Regions from separate parts of the Mus musculus genome. Here regions 2 and 3 are each linked to region 1. A link is a contact called in public ChIA-PET data. All regions are on one chromosome and are shown on one strand. The core of a region is the stretch at or near the end of the contact, and the rest is flanking DNA. Distances in the headings are between cores, read along the strand shown. Region 1 overlaps Ubr3 (ubiquitin protein ligase E3 component n-recognin 3). Region 2 holds the start of Ssb (Sjogren syndrome antigen B). Region 3 holds the start of Phospho2 (phosphatase, orphan 2).

Region 1 (4,169 bases), core at 1,000-3,499:
GGTGCTACTTATAAAGAGCATTACTTGACTTTAGAAAGTACTCCTCTTGTTTTCAACATAATTACTTTTAAATATCTAAACTTACAGCCGGGCGTGGTGGCACACACCTTTAATCCCAACACTCGGGAGGCAGAGGCAGGCAGATTTCTGAGTTCGAGGCCAGCCTAGTCTACAAAGTGAGTTCCAGGACAGCCAGGGCTACACAAAGAAACCCTGTCTTGAAAAAAACAAAAACAAAACAAACAAACAAACAAACAAACAAAAGATCTACACTTACAATACAGCATATGAAGATATATATTCACTCTACTGAATACCAATCCATTCATGCCCGAGAGATCTGTTCACCTGCATCTCAATGCTCCCCTGTCTTCTCTCTACCATTTCCATGTTTCTCACAGTTACACACCTAGAGCTACAGACCAACACCTCTGTTCCTGACTTAGATACAAAAGTCCTTGGTGGGAAAATCAATTACTGAAAGTCATGTTTGTCTTAGTTTCAGTAATGCAGTAATGAGTTAATATTAAAGGAAGCCTTACCCAGTGTAATCTCTTCATAGTCCATTTTTATGACTAATATTTGCAACAGAACAAAAATTTCAGAATAGCTTGAAACATATAAAGTTGGTATGGTTAATTTGAGAATTAATTTTCAAAAATACATTCCAAAAATTTCCCTTCTGTTGCTTTCAAAAAAAAAAAAAAAACAACTTTTTTCCAAAAGGGTCCTCATATAAATCAAATTAAAAACAAAGACATGCACCCTTTCCATCAAAATACTGAGTTCTCCAGCCATCAAAAGAAATACTCTCTTCCCAAATATCAAGTCTTATGCTCCCTAATGAACAAACAAAATTACTTACACAGCAAGGAGTAATTGAACTCAAAACTAGAGCTATGTCATAATAAAATGCCAAATATAAATATATCTTCAAGTTCTGGGAATCACAAAGAATTAAAAATGAAGTAATTTAAAGTAAGCTTGAATTACAACTTATTTCATAAATACTTACTTGAATAACTTTTGACTGCAACTTCTTTCATAAATAGTTAATAGTTTCAGAAATATTTTCTCTGAAAGGTAGTTACTGACATATTTCATAGGACTTAAATATTTAAATAAAATACTGAAACAAGCTGCATGTTAGAGGAAAATAAAAGCCTTGCCATTATGTTCTGCTCAGTATGATAAAACCCTTTTTCCTTCATTCAGATTTTAATTTTGAGTCACTTTGGCCTTCATTTGTTTTCTTCGCAACAGCTAAGTGAGACTTCAGGAGGCCTGCAAGCTCACTGAAACTCTGCACATGCTTGATTATTCTAAGCAGATAGTCACTGTCTCACGGTCTGAGTTTATTACTAGGGTTCAGAGAGGGATGGGGAAGGCAGCGTGACTTCCTGTTCCTCTGCCCACACCTTTACCATCTGATCCCTGTCCTTGCTTCTCTATAAAAGAGAAGAACACTGAGTCCATCTTACTGTTACCATAGCCTTCTTTCATAAGTTACTTATAGTTTAAGGCAAAACACAAGGACCTAAATTGCAGCTAAATTTACCTTAATGAAATTGTTTAATTTATCATATTACAGGAAAATTCCATGTATTGATCATTCCCATCCAATCAGGATCTCAGGACCTCCTAGTAATGCCAACTCTAGTGAAACTGAAGGCATGATATACAAGTGAGATGTGTGTGTGTGTGTGTGAGAGAGAGAGACAGAGACAGAGAGAGACAGAGAGGAGTATGTGTGTAAATACAACAGCTTATCTGCATTCAATATTTCTATATAATAATTACATATTGTACAGAAACTATGCATGATCCTAGATCCTTAGTAAAGTTAAATTAAATTTCGTTTTATAAGCATAGTTATAAGTATGTAGTAATCAGTAACTCCCCAGAAACAAAATAATAATTATATACCTCACCATCTAAAAATCAAACAAACAAAGCATTCTGGATAACAACAGCCTAGGACCACAGAGTAGGCCGTCGTTCTCTAATGCACAGACACTTCTAGACCAATCTGGGTCCAGCATTTATGTTTACAGTCTGAAGAGTGAGGTAGCTTCCTTATCTTGAGCGCTAACTTGCTTGCTGAAATTCTTCTAAGTCTGGATTCATTTCCTGGGTTTTAAAGGTTACATAAACTCTTTCACTTACTGTTTTATTACACTGCTATGGGAGTGGGGCAAAGAGATTAAAAACAGAACACAACCTAAAAGAGGTGAACACAAGACAGGAAGAAAGATGACTAACTGAAAAACCAAAACCACTGAATCTTGACTCAAACGATCTCTCAAGTCCAGCCTGTAGTTCTGCTAGTAAGTTGCTGGATGACTTCAAGTCCCATCATCTCTCTAGATCTTACCAACCACAATATTATATAAACAAAATAAGAAGTATGTTTGCAAGGATATAAGAGGCTCTAGAGTTTCGGCTTTAGCAGGATGTGTTTGTTTGTGTCTAGTTGTATATACCTACATCTTATCTTCCTTGTTTCCTTCTTTTACGGCTCTCCATTTTCACATATTCTCCAAAAGTTCTGCCTAGATGTGTGCATTGATGATGATCCAGCTACTCAGAAATTAAGCTAATGCTCCCTAACTCAAAAGAGGAGAACAGGTGCTGCTTCCCTGAGCCTGCCAGCCAGAGCAGAGAGGTCAGAGCACCTGGCTTCCCTGCCAGCCAGAGCAGAGGCCAGAGCACCTGGCTTCCCTGCCAGCCAGAGCAGAGAGGTCAGAGCACCTGGCTTCCCTGCCAGCCAGAGCAGAGAGGCCAGAGCACCTGGCTTCCCTGCCAGCCAGAGCAGAGAGGCCAGAGCACCTGGCTTCCCTGCCAGCCAGAGCAGAGAGGCCAGAGCACCTGGCTTCCCTGCCAGCCAGAGCAGAGAGGCCAGAGCATCTGGCTTCCCTGCCAGCCAGAGCAGAGGTCAGAGCACCTGGCTTCTTGCTTTCTCTTCCTTCGCTGGCATTTCTTAACATACTAGGAGAGCTCTCACTTGGTTCAAAGAAATAAGTTCCTCTCTTGCAGCCTTCATTTTTGTAATGAAGGCATGTAACACTATGTTTTAGTTCTCAGCATAAGCACTTGCCAAGACTTCATCATACGTAAAATGCCATATTTTAAGGGACTTATCAGCCCCAAGTGTTAATAATATACTTTCCCCCTTATGTTCCATGATGTTCAACAACAGCCGAATTGTTCAGCAAGTAATTTAAAAATAACTTCAGGAAGTAACTTCCTGGGAGGCTGTAAAACTAGATATACTTTTAACAAATATTAAAGATACATATCCTTTCTTTACACAAAAACAGATGGTAACATAAAACAAAGATTCACTAAACAATAAAAAAAACTAATACTAAGGAAATACTAATATATATTACACATACCTACCTAGCAACAGAGTACATAAAGAGAAACTCGTTGTCTGGTGAGCCTGGGGTCTTGCTATAGTCTCTGTATTTCTTCTGAGTGGTATTTTTTATATCTTTCATTACAGATTCCATTTCTTTACTTAAGTTGGTTTCTGACTATAAAAAAAGTGAACATACATATAAAACTCACATTACTTTTCTTTAGTAGTAGCTTAAAACTGAAATATTTATTATATAAACACACTAGAAAATTAACATTAAATCAAAGTAGATGTAACATAAACAACTTTGCACAATTTAGTGTATAAAGAAAAATTAATCAAGACTGAATCTATCTTACTCAAGTTCTGGATGGCAACTGGTAATATCCATTTATGATAAAACCCAATTATGAATTATTGAGTTAGCAATACAAACTCTAATCTAATGAGTACATAATACTAAATAACATTTTAGAATCAGTTCCATGTTTCCCAAAAAGTTGACTTTATTTAAGTTCAGTTTTCAAAGAAATATAATACCAATTTCCCTTACTTTCTGGCAAATTTTGAATAAAATTTACATACCAAATACCCCTCAGATTCTAAAGTTAGTCTTCATTTGAGAAAGTAAATGCCAAGACATAAATCTGTATGGTTTAACGTCCAAACTTTTATTTCAAAAGCTTAGTTTAATGGCAGAGTAGCTGCCTACTATGTGAGAAGCCTCAAGTTCAATTCCCAACACTACAAAAAAGTAGAATGGCAGTAAAGTCACATCCTTTAGAAACCATAACAAAAATCTACA
Region 2 (4,398 bases), core at 781-3,280, 130 kb after region 1:
TAGATATTAGGCACACCATTAATTTTCACATCAACTTACAAATATTACCTCCATTTTACAGACTTGGGAACTCTGTGTCTCAAAAATAAACACCAGTCTACAGTGTTACCTTTGGAATGTCTGTAATTCTTGAGACTTCTAACTTTGCCCTAATATGAATACATTCATATTAACTCCAAGAATCAAAGCTAAGCCAGTTGTTTGAAAAGCCCACATATCGCTATTAGATGTTCTGTTTTCATCTTAAGTTACAATTTAACAACACAAGAATCATACCTCAATTTGATGACAGATTTTGGCCTCCAAAGCAGTCATTTTTTCATTATCTCCATTTTCAGCCATTGTGGCTATCTGTAAAGTTTCTCACACTGGTAGGAAGGTTATTATTTTTATATAATAGTCAATACAAGAGAATGAGTAAAAAGTATGCCACTTTTTTTTTAATTTCAAGAATTCCTAACCTTACAGGTTTCCCTATGAATTCTCATACATCTCAACAAAGCAACACCTTGGATTATGGATGGAAAACTCAGATCAACAACCCCTCCTCCCAGTAAATCCTACTTTGTAACCAAACTCTTCATGTAGTTGGTAAAGCAAAGTTCAGCGATAAAAACAAAAAAGCAGAAAATGTCCACTTAACTACCCCTGAATCATTTCTAGCTTTAAAAATATCAGTATTATAGTCTGCCAGCAGTATATTCCTATAGCCCTCAATGCCAATTATTTGCGTTTCTTTTCAAATTAGTCACAGCTGACTTACCAAAACTTATTACTGGTAAAAATGAAAATAGAGTTCAGATATGAAAGTTACGGTGTTAGACACTATATAGGAGAATACAAGAAAAATGGGACCTTGTGAGCACAGATACAAAAAATTTTAAACTAGGGACGCTGGAAGGTAAGGATGTGCCTAAAACACTACTACACTGGTTAACTCTATAGCCACTTTCCTGTTTCACGGTCTGACAACAATCCTAGAATAAAGAGGGACTGTGATACTGGTTTGCTAGAAATCACAAACCGGATCTTCTGTCTTACTGGCTTTCAGCGCCTTACTAAACCACCCTACCATATTGTACGGAAGTATACCAGCTCTTGAAGAGTTTATCTGCAGCAGCTGAATATAGTTATGAGTTACTGTTGGTATATTTCTTGAGACATTGCTCAAAATGCTGGAGACTGCTGGCGATACACTGGTCCTGTAATGGGAAATCTACGAAGTACACGTCCCACTTCAGAATTTACTGTTACAGGCGCTGGTTTGTCTCCCACTACCAACAATCTCACTTCTCATTACTACAGAGACACAGGTCAATAACGACCTAGTTAGCCCCTGCAAGACTTCTGCGGCCTACCCAATTTAGGGACTGTTTCACACTGAAGACAGAATGGCAATGGCAGTTCTTTGAAGGAAAAAAAAAAAAAAAAAAAGATAGCGACGCTGGGAACCCAATAGCGGCCCCCACTTCTTCGGCCTCCAGTCAGTCCCCACAGAACCCTGTCGCGTTTAACCCGCACCGACCACCCTAAAGACTTAAATGGTCCGAAACATCCGCCTCTGGCCAGTCAGGAAAGGGGTGCAAGGAACAAACCGAAAGGACGCCGTGAGGATGCGGCGAGCCTCTGCCTAAAGGCCCCGCGAGAGCCGCATCCTCCCACACCGGCCCGCCGGGATCCCTGCCACGTGGAAAGCCCCAGGCGCCCGCATCTCTGGCCGGGGCCCGCTCCGTGGCCTCGCCGAGGCCCGCGCCCCCTCGGGCCGCGGTCCAGCACACGGCCACGGGCCGCGCGGCCCACGCGGCGGCGCGGAGAGGAAGGTGAGGCCTGCGCATAGCACAGCCCTTCGTACCTTCTCCTCAGTTTCCAAGAAGCTCACCTCAAAGATTCGGATCCCACGGTCACCACAGCTTCAAGAACAACGACAGAAGCGCCTGGACTTCCGAGCGCCGGCGGGCCAGCCAAACGCGCTTAAAGATGGGGGCTTTCCCGGCAGCCCTTGCGGACAGGTGGGCGTGGCCGCGGACGCAGTGGCCCGGCTCTGCTTTCCACGCACGCGCCGTTACCGCAGCCTCCCACAATCCTCGGAGGAGGAGTCCCGCCCTCCCGCCCGAGAAATTGTTAAATTGCTCAGCAGAATGTTAGGGGCTGACAGGAAGTGTTTTTGTGGAGATCTTTGTTTTTAATGTGTTTCTGGGCAGTATGTTCGAGCCTTCCCTTCTTTCTTCTGTAGCGCTTGGTTTTTCTTTTTTTCCCCCTTTGTCTCTTTTTTCCTTTTTTTTTTTTTGAGACAGCGTTTCCGTGCGTAGTCCTGGCTATCCAGGAACTCGCGCTGCTCTGTAGACCAGGCTGACCCTCAAACTCCTCCTGCCTCTGCTGAGACACTCGCCTACCTCTTCCGGGAGTGCTGGCATTATTAAAGGGGTGCGCCAGCACGCTTGGCCTTTTGCAATGTATTTGACTTGCATGGTGTTGTGGTTTTGGAAAAAAATTAAAAAACCATACAGTTGCTTGGTTTCCGACAGGCTAGCTCTCTGAAGCACAAACTGGCCAATGATTCGAACTCCTGCTTCAGTACAAAGTGCTGGGACTTCACCTACATCACCAGGCTCTTACTGCTCCCCCTCTTGCTGCTGCTGTCTATCTTTGCTTGTTTTGATGTTGGAGTCTGACTCAATGAGTAACCCAAGCTGATCCCAAACTATGCTTCTGCCTCCAGCCACCCTAGTGCTGGGATTACAAACAAATCTTTTTAAAAGTCTCTTGCTCCCAGCACTTGGGAGGCAGAGGCAGGCGGATTTCTGAGTTCGAGGCCAGCCTGGTCTACAAAGTGAGTTCCAGGACAGCCAAGACTGCACAGAGAAACCCTGTCTCTAAAAACCAAAAACCAAACCAAAACAAAAAAGTCTCTTGCTAGGAAAGAAGTACATTTAGAATAGTTTGAGAGACTTCACACTTAAGTCAGGACTGCCACTTTTTACATAACAATTTTAACGTTTTAGAGGTGCAATTTCCTTATGACATCATCTTTTTCCTTCAGTGTTCCTGGAATATAAAAATTACTTTCACAAAATAACTTCATAATCTCAGAGCATTTTGGAAGTTCCCAAACAGATAAACTCTAAAATTTGAAGAAGAAGAAGAAGAAGAAGAAGAAGAAGAAGAAGAAGAAGAAGAAGAAATGCATTTATAGGTTAACTATACATGCCATTTTGGCCAAAGAAAAAAGAATTTACTAGTATTATCCTCAGGTAGTTTTAACTTTAGATTAATTACATTCAATAAAAAAATTTTCAAGTTTCTACTTACTGTGAGACATAAATGCTAAATTTTCCTTTTTTAAAGATTTAAGTTTATGTACGGGTGTTTTGCCTGCATGGATAGACAGTGGAAAAATACCATGTGTGTAAATGCTCCCAACCTACTATAAATCCATTTCCAGGGACTCTAACACTCTCTTCTCATCTTTGTTGGGTCCTGCACGCTTACAGTGCACATACATACTCCCAGGACACACACATAAAATAAATAAATAAGCACTTAGATAACTTAAATGTTCATAATAGTAAGTTATGTGATTAAAAGAAAAATTAGAATCGACTATATGTGTACCACCAAATAATTAAAAAGTTAAATAATATATAGTGATAAAAACAAACTGATTTTCATTTACTGGTGTTTGTGAAATTCACAAGCACGGTGCTCAGAAGCAAAAGGTGTTTCACATAACCATTTTCTCCAAATACTGCAAATATTAATGTAATGTTGTATAAATTATATTAAATAATATAAAAAATCTTATTTCCTTCTACCATTCTCATGAGAATATAATAAAAGGTACCATTAGCAAAACTCAAGGAAATGAATTATCACCTTCAAAATATATGTTTTACACACATGCCCATACTACCTGTTATTGTAACCAGGTAAGTTTCACAGGTATGTCTACATCATTGTTCTACGATCAGAATTCAGCGTATTCATTTGAAGATTCTACAGTATTGAACAAGGAGAACTTCATAATTTTTTGGAGAGTGATTGTGGAAGAATTAAAAGTTGCATGTCAGTCACCATGAATGAAAAAATCCCATGTACATTTCTAAATGTCAGAGTGGCTTGTACCCTTCCCCTGTACACAGAATGATTGATCTAAGGCAGTGGTGTTATTCAGTTTGGGACATCACTATGAGATGCTTTATTTGGTATACAGGTAGAGATGCCTAAATGATACAAAGGCATAGCATTTTCAAGTATTAGTGACACCGTTTACTTAATACCATTTTATAGAAGGTCAAAACAATTCAATGTTTAGTTTCAATCTGATTACACATCCTTTGGCAATTCTGATGAATAAAGGTTACAATAAAAACTGCATTTCAAAATACAGCAAAATGTTTT
Region 3 (4,499 bases), core at 1,854-4,353, 210 kb after region 1:
ATACCTTATGGAGATTCACAGAGTATGATTTTAAAAAGTTTTCTAGGGATGTATACATAGTTCAGAGGGAGAGACTGCCTAACATGTGCGACACCTCAGTTTTATCTCCAGCACCATATTAAAAGAAAAATTTTCCCTAACAAATTAGTGAATTTTTAAAATTTGGTTGGTTTTTTGAAACAGAGTTTCTCTGTGTAGCCTGGCTGTCCGGGAACTCACTCAACAGACCAGGCTGAGAAGAATATGAGTGAAGTAAACTCACATTTAAAGTTAATCTAAGAGTATTTTTTTCTCAATTTTAGATTTTTTTCCTGTCTTGTAAACATATTTTTTATTAAAACCACTTACCCAAACTGGTACTTGCAGTCCAATTAATGCTACTTCAGCACAGAGGTTAGGCCACTGCAGTCTTCAATTTGCCAGCTGTTTGTAAACATTACTCCAGTTCTGTATGCAGAGAAATTGCTCTGATATGCAGCAAAGGAACAAAGACTTTTTAACTCCTAAAATTAATAGAAATATTTTAAAGGTTCAAAATTTATTTTTTCTAATTAGATTCATCTTCTTCATATAAAAAAAAAAAAACCCCAAAAAACAAAAAACAAAAACAGCCAGGCGTGGTGGCACATGCCTTTAATCCCAGCACTTGGGAGGCAGAGGTAGGCGGATTTCTGAATTTGAGGCCAGCCTGGTCTACAGAGTGAGTTCCAGGACAGCCAGGGATACACAGAGAAACCCTGTCTCGAAAAACAAAAAACAAACAAAACAAAACAAAACATGTACTAGCAATGAAGAAACAATTTGATTATACATATATACTTGGAATAAATACTAAAAAAAGAATGCCATAAAAATATTTTATCTGATTAATAAAATCATAAGTATGAAGTCAACTGAATATCATTTCAGTTTTTCTCATTAAAAGGGAAACACTATTATTTTATTTATATTCAGCTATGAGTGATGTACTTAAAATAGAAATCTACAAAACTTAAGGAAGTTCACAGACCAACTTTTAACAATGTCAATTTACCAGGGAACTCTTTTACTAAAGTTTGAAAATTTGAAAACCAGACCAGTAATCCCAGCACTCAGGAGGCTGAGGCAGACATAATGCTGCACTGTTGGACGCAGCTTCGGTTACGCAGTGTCAAGTGTGCAGTGTGAAGAGGGCCAGTGAGCAGAGAGGATGGGGAACCCCTTGCTGAACGAGTCTGACAAGTTCAGTGTGAGATCCTCAAGACACCCCCACAGGGGAAGAGGACTCCAAATGCTTGCCGTCTGACTAGTACACCATCACACTCACTCAATACACACACAGTAACACATTTTATTAACAAAATCAAAACAGTATTCTCAGGGCTGGAGAGATGGCTCACTGGGTAAGAGCCCATGTTGCTCTTCTCAGAACCCAAGTCAGGTGGGACAATTTTAGCTCCAGGGGACTTAATGTCTCTAGATGCCATGGCTGTTACATTCGAGTACACACACACATACACCCCAAAGAAGTAAATAAATAAGGGGCTGGAGAGGCAGCTGAGCAGTTAAGAACATTGACTGTTTTTGTAGAAGATCCAAGTTTTGGTGGCTTATCACTACTTGTAACTGAAGCTCCAGGGGGGTCTGACAGCCCTAGTCTCTTTGGGCACCTTCAATCATGTGCACTTACTCTCACACAAACACATATACAAACATACACATAACTAAGTATAGCACGCATAAAATGGTTTATGGACAGTGGCCAGATCTTAATGAGTGGTTTAATTGTCATTTGTGGGTTTTTGTTTGTTTGTTTCTGATTTTGTTTTTAAAATATCTCAATAGTCATTTAAATTCTGTTTCCAATTAGGGTGCAAAAGAGCTTCGAGACAAAAAAAAAAAAAAAAAAAAAACAACAACAACAAAAAAAAAACCCAACCCCCCCCCCAAAAAAAAAAAACTAGTTCTAGACCAACTTGTATGGAAAAGGCACTTGCAATCGGGAGTTTCAAGTCAAATATGAGACCCTATTTGAAATATAAGACCATATGAGAACGTTACTGAGATATTTTATGAGGTTCAATACTTGTAACTAATTTGGTAAAACTCCTGATAATTTTCACTGAGAGACGTGGTCTACACAGCTTCTGCCTTCTAAGTTATATACTCTGCCCCAGTTGCTTCAAGGATAACTCTAGAGTGAACAGGTTAAAGGGCACCTGTGTTGTCCCTTGTGGTGAGGTCCCTCAGCTCAGAGTTTCTGTCCCGTGAAGGAACTTCCTGCTCACTCTGCGTTATCTTGTGGGAAGAGGGCCTTAGGAAGAGAAAGGTACAATTTGCTGGGGATGCAGCTAGCACTGTGTAATTCACCGATCTCTCGCTAGGCGTCGTGCTCCCTCACAAACTATGCAAGCGGCTGTTGGCCTACAAAGACAGTTCAATCCCTGACCTTTCCAGCCCTGCGGAGCTTTCAACTCGCTTAGCACAAGTACACAAAAGTTCCGTCTCCAGAAATTTTTATTAATCCTTCCATACTTACCAGCATTATTACAGTGGAACATCTCTGATAGAAAACCTGAGGAGAGATAGCACAACTATGCATTAGAACGTTCATTATTGAAAGTCGCACTTCCTTTAATTTAGTAATGAAATCAGCTGTACAGCGATATGTCAGGAGAGCCTCTGCTGAGATCAAGTGCCAGTCCACTTTTTGTGTCATTAGAGACTGACTGGTTCCCGAAGTACACTAATTACAAGTTATTTACCAAGCAGTTTAATGTATGTTAAAGGTATCAACGCGAATGTTCTGGGGACAACATTCAAGTTTTAATAGTCCTACGTAACAACTGACAGGGTCTCATATAGTCCTGACTATGCCTCATAAATCAAATCATTTAAAAACACCTTTTCTGTCCTTTAATCCTTGTGGCTCGGTGGTCAAAGGGCTGTCCTTCACCTCAGCCAGCGGGGCGCAGAGTAGAAGCTCGCACCCAGCCTGGGCCTCGACTCGCACACCGGCCGGTTCCAAACTAGCGCAGCGAGTGAGAAAAGCGGCAGCGGCCGAGCGGGACCGAGGGCTCCTCACTGACCCAGGCCTGGGTCGCAGCGGGCCGCCAGCATCAGCACCAGCGTCGGCCGGTTGGTTCTCGTGCCTTACGCAGCCGGTGAACTGCTAGCGCCGGCTCGCCCACTGCTCTGCACTGCGCACGCGCACACCCGGGCTTCGGGCCTCGGTTCAGCCGCGGACAGGGCTCCTTCCTGGTTCCTGGATTGGAGACTGACGTCACTTCCGGCGTGGTTGCTAAACAACCAAATGGTTTAGTTATCGCTCAGTAGCTGACTTCAGCTTGGAAGTAGTATCACCTGCTCTGGACTCGCGGGATCAGCTTTGTTAAAGATGCAGGTGCGCTTTGGACGGCGCTCCGGGCAGGCGAAGGAAAGCCAAGGTGAGCTGCCTTGGCCCGTGCCGGAGCTGGGGTTGTTGTTTCTAGAACCCCAGCATAGGGTGACAAAGTGAGGGCTTCGGTTGCCTTTTGAAATGGGCTTTAACCAAGTCGAAAGCAGTCCCAGCAAGCATCCTTGGAAGTTAGGCAGGTTGGCCTTCAGGTGAATGAGTGGAAAAAGGAAAGAGGACTAGGGGAGCGTAGCAGTAGAAAGAATAGACTAGGAGTAGAATAGGGGTAGAAAAGGCAGCAGTTAGAGCCTTACCCCAGCTGTAACTCGTCAGACACTCGGGGCACTTAAGCTTTGTAATTCGTTGAATAAATTTTGGAATGCCGTTTGGAAATGTTATTGACCTATCAAAATCTTTATAATGTTGCAGACCTGCTGAGTAATCTTTTCTAAAGCTCACGGAAAAACCTCAGTTCTTTCCACGCTAAAGTTAAAATTCTCCCCTAGTCAAATGCTTTGATAATGTAAAAAAAAAAAAAAAAATGATAATGAGGTAATTAAAGTGACCAATTAAAGTGACCTAAGATTTGATTTTTTTTCAAAGATGTGAGCAAGTAGGACTTCTAAAAACAAAGTCTTTCCACAAGTTTAATTGTTGTCATGGTAACTAATAGATTCTTGGAAATTTGAACTATCTTCACGTTTTGCTTGAGTTCTGTAGCAATAGCACCCTACCCCCACCCTGCACCCTAGGATAGACACAATCTGGTCAGTGGGAACATTAGGAAATTTGATTCATACACAAGGACATTGTAAAAGTAATTTTTATTCACCAGATGTAACTGTTGTCTTGGAGGCTTACTGCTGAATAAGCTCACCCTTTCTAGTTCTTTCTGAACTCTGGCCTCGATGGTTCAACACAGGTGTTCTGGCCCAAACTCCTCTGCAAGCTGACTGATTCAAACTGGCTTCTCTCAGCCTCTTTCTGAATTGCTCCACTTGGAAAAACTGCTGTGTATTGAGGAGAGATGCTTTCGAACAGTGGTTCTCAATCTCCCTAGTGCTGTGACCCTTTATTACATACAGTTCCTTATGTTGTGGCGACCCGCACCATAAAATTATTTTCT

The links. ChIA-PET counts read pairs in DNA pulled down with a chosen protein or histone mark.
Region 2: a contact with region 1 is called in an RNA polymerase II ChIA-PET map of effector CD8 T cells, with 46 read pairs. The contact joins the promoter of Ssb here to the enhancer-like site in region 1. A contact is called at or near these places in 2 of 39 promoter capture datasets (the C10 cell line and hippocampal neurons), 1 of 484 Hi-C or Micro-C datasets (gonadal supporting cells), 4 of 115 datasets of contacts at active chromatin or transcription factors (CD8 T cells, the SCID.adh cell line, effector CD8 T cells and 1 more) and 3 of 9 other capture datasets (adipose tissue, liver and pancreatic islet).
Region 3: a contact with region 1 is called in an RNA polymerase II ChIA-PET map of memory CD8 T cells, with 38 read pairs. The contact joins the promoter of Phospho2 here to the enhancer-like site in region 1. A contact is called at or near these places in 3 of 39 promoter capture datasets (the 3T3-L1 cell line and the C10 cell line), 3 of 115 datasets of contacts at active chromatin or transcription factors (CD8 T cells, effector CD8 T cells and memory CD8 T cells) and 3 of 9 other capture datasets (adipose tissue, liver and pancreatic islet).

The regions. Positions count from the first base shown.
Region 1 is chr2:69,993,046-69,997,214 of GRCm38.p6, reverse strand. It overlaps Ubr3 (ubiquitin protein ligase E3 component n-recognin 3), which reads right to left. Exons shown (of 39, transcript NM_177783.6): 29 at 3,403-3,539. Among named protein-coding and RNA genes, the nearest start is that of Myo3b, 44 kb to the left of the region's middle. Within about 2 kb of position 2,249, at least 40 of the 459 cell types and tissues checked have an H3K27ac peak or open chromatin away from gene starts, as enhancers often do. A contact at or near this core is called in CD8 T cells, effector CD8 T cells and memory CD8 T cells, where this site is marked.
Region 2 is chr2:69,859,194-69,863,591 of GRCm38.p6, reverse strand. Ssb (Sjogren syndrome antigen B) reads right to left here and starts at 2,030. Exons shown (of 12, transcript NM_001110145.1): 1 at 1,880-2,030; 2 at 277-368. The coding sequence starts at 342.
Region 3 is chr2:69,788,341-69,792,839 of GRCm38.p6, reverse strand. It overlaps Phospho2 (phosphatase, orphan 2), which reads right to left and starts at 3,103. Exons shown (of 4, transcript NM_028521.2): 1 at 2,884-3,103; 2 at 2,519-2,554; 3 at 349-503. Ccdc173 (coiled-coil domain containing 173) reads left to right here and starts at 3,354. Exons shown (of 9, transcript NM_001077684.1): 1 at 3,354-3,425. The coding sequence starts at 3,377.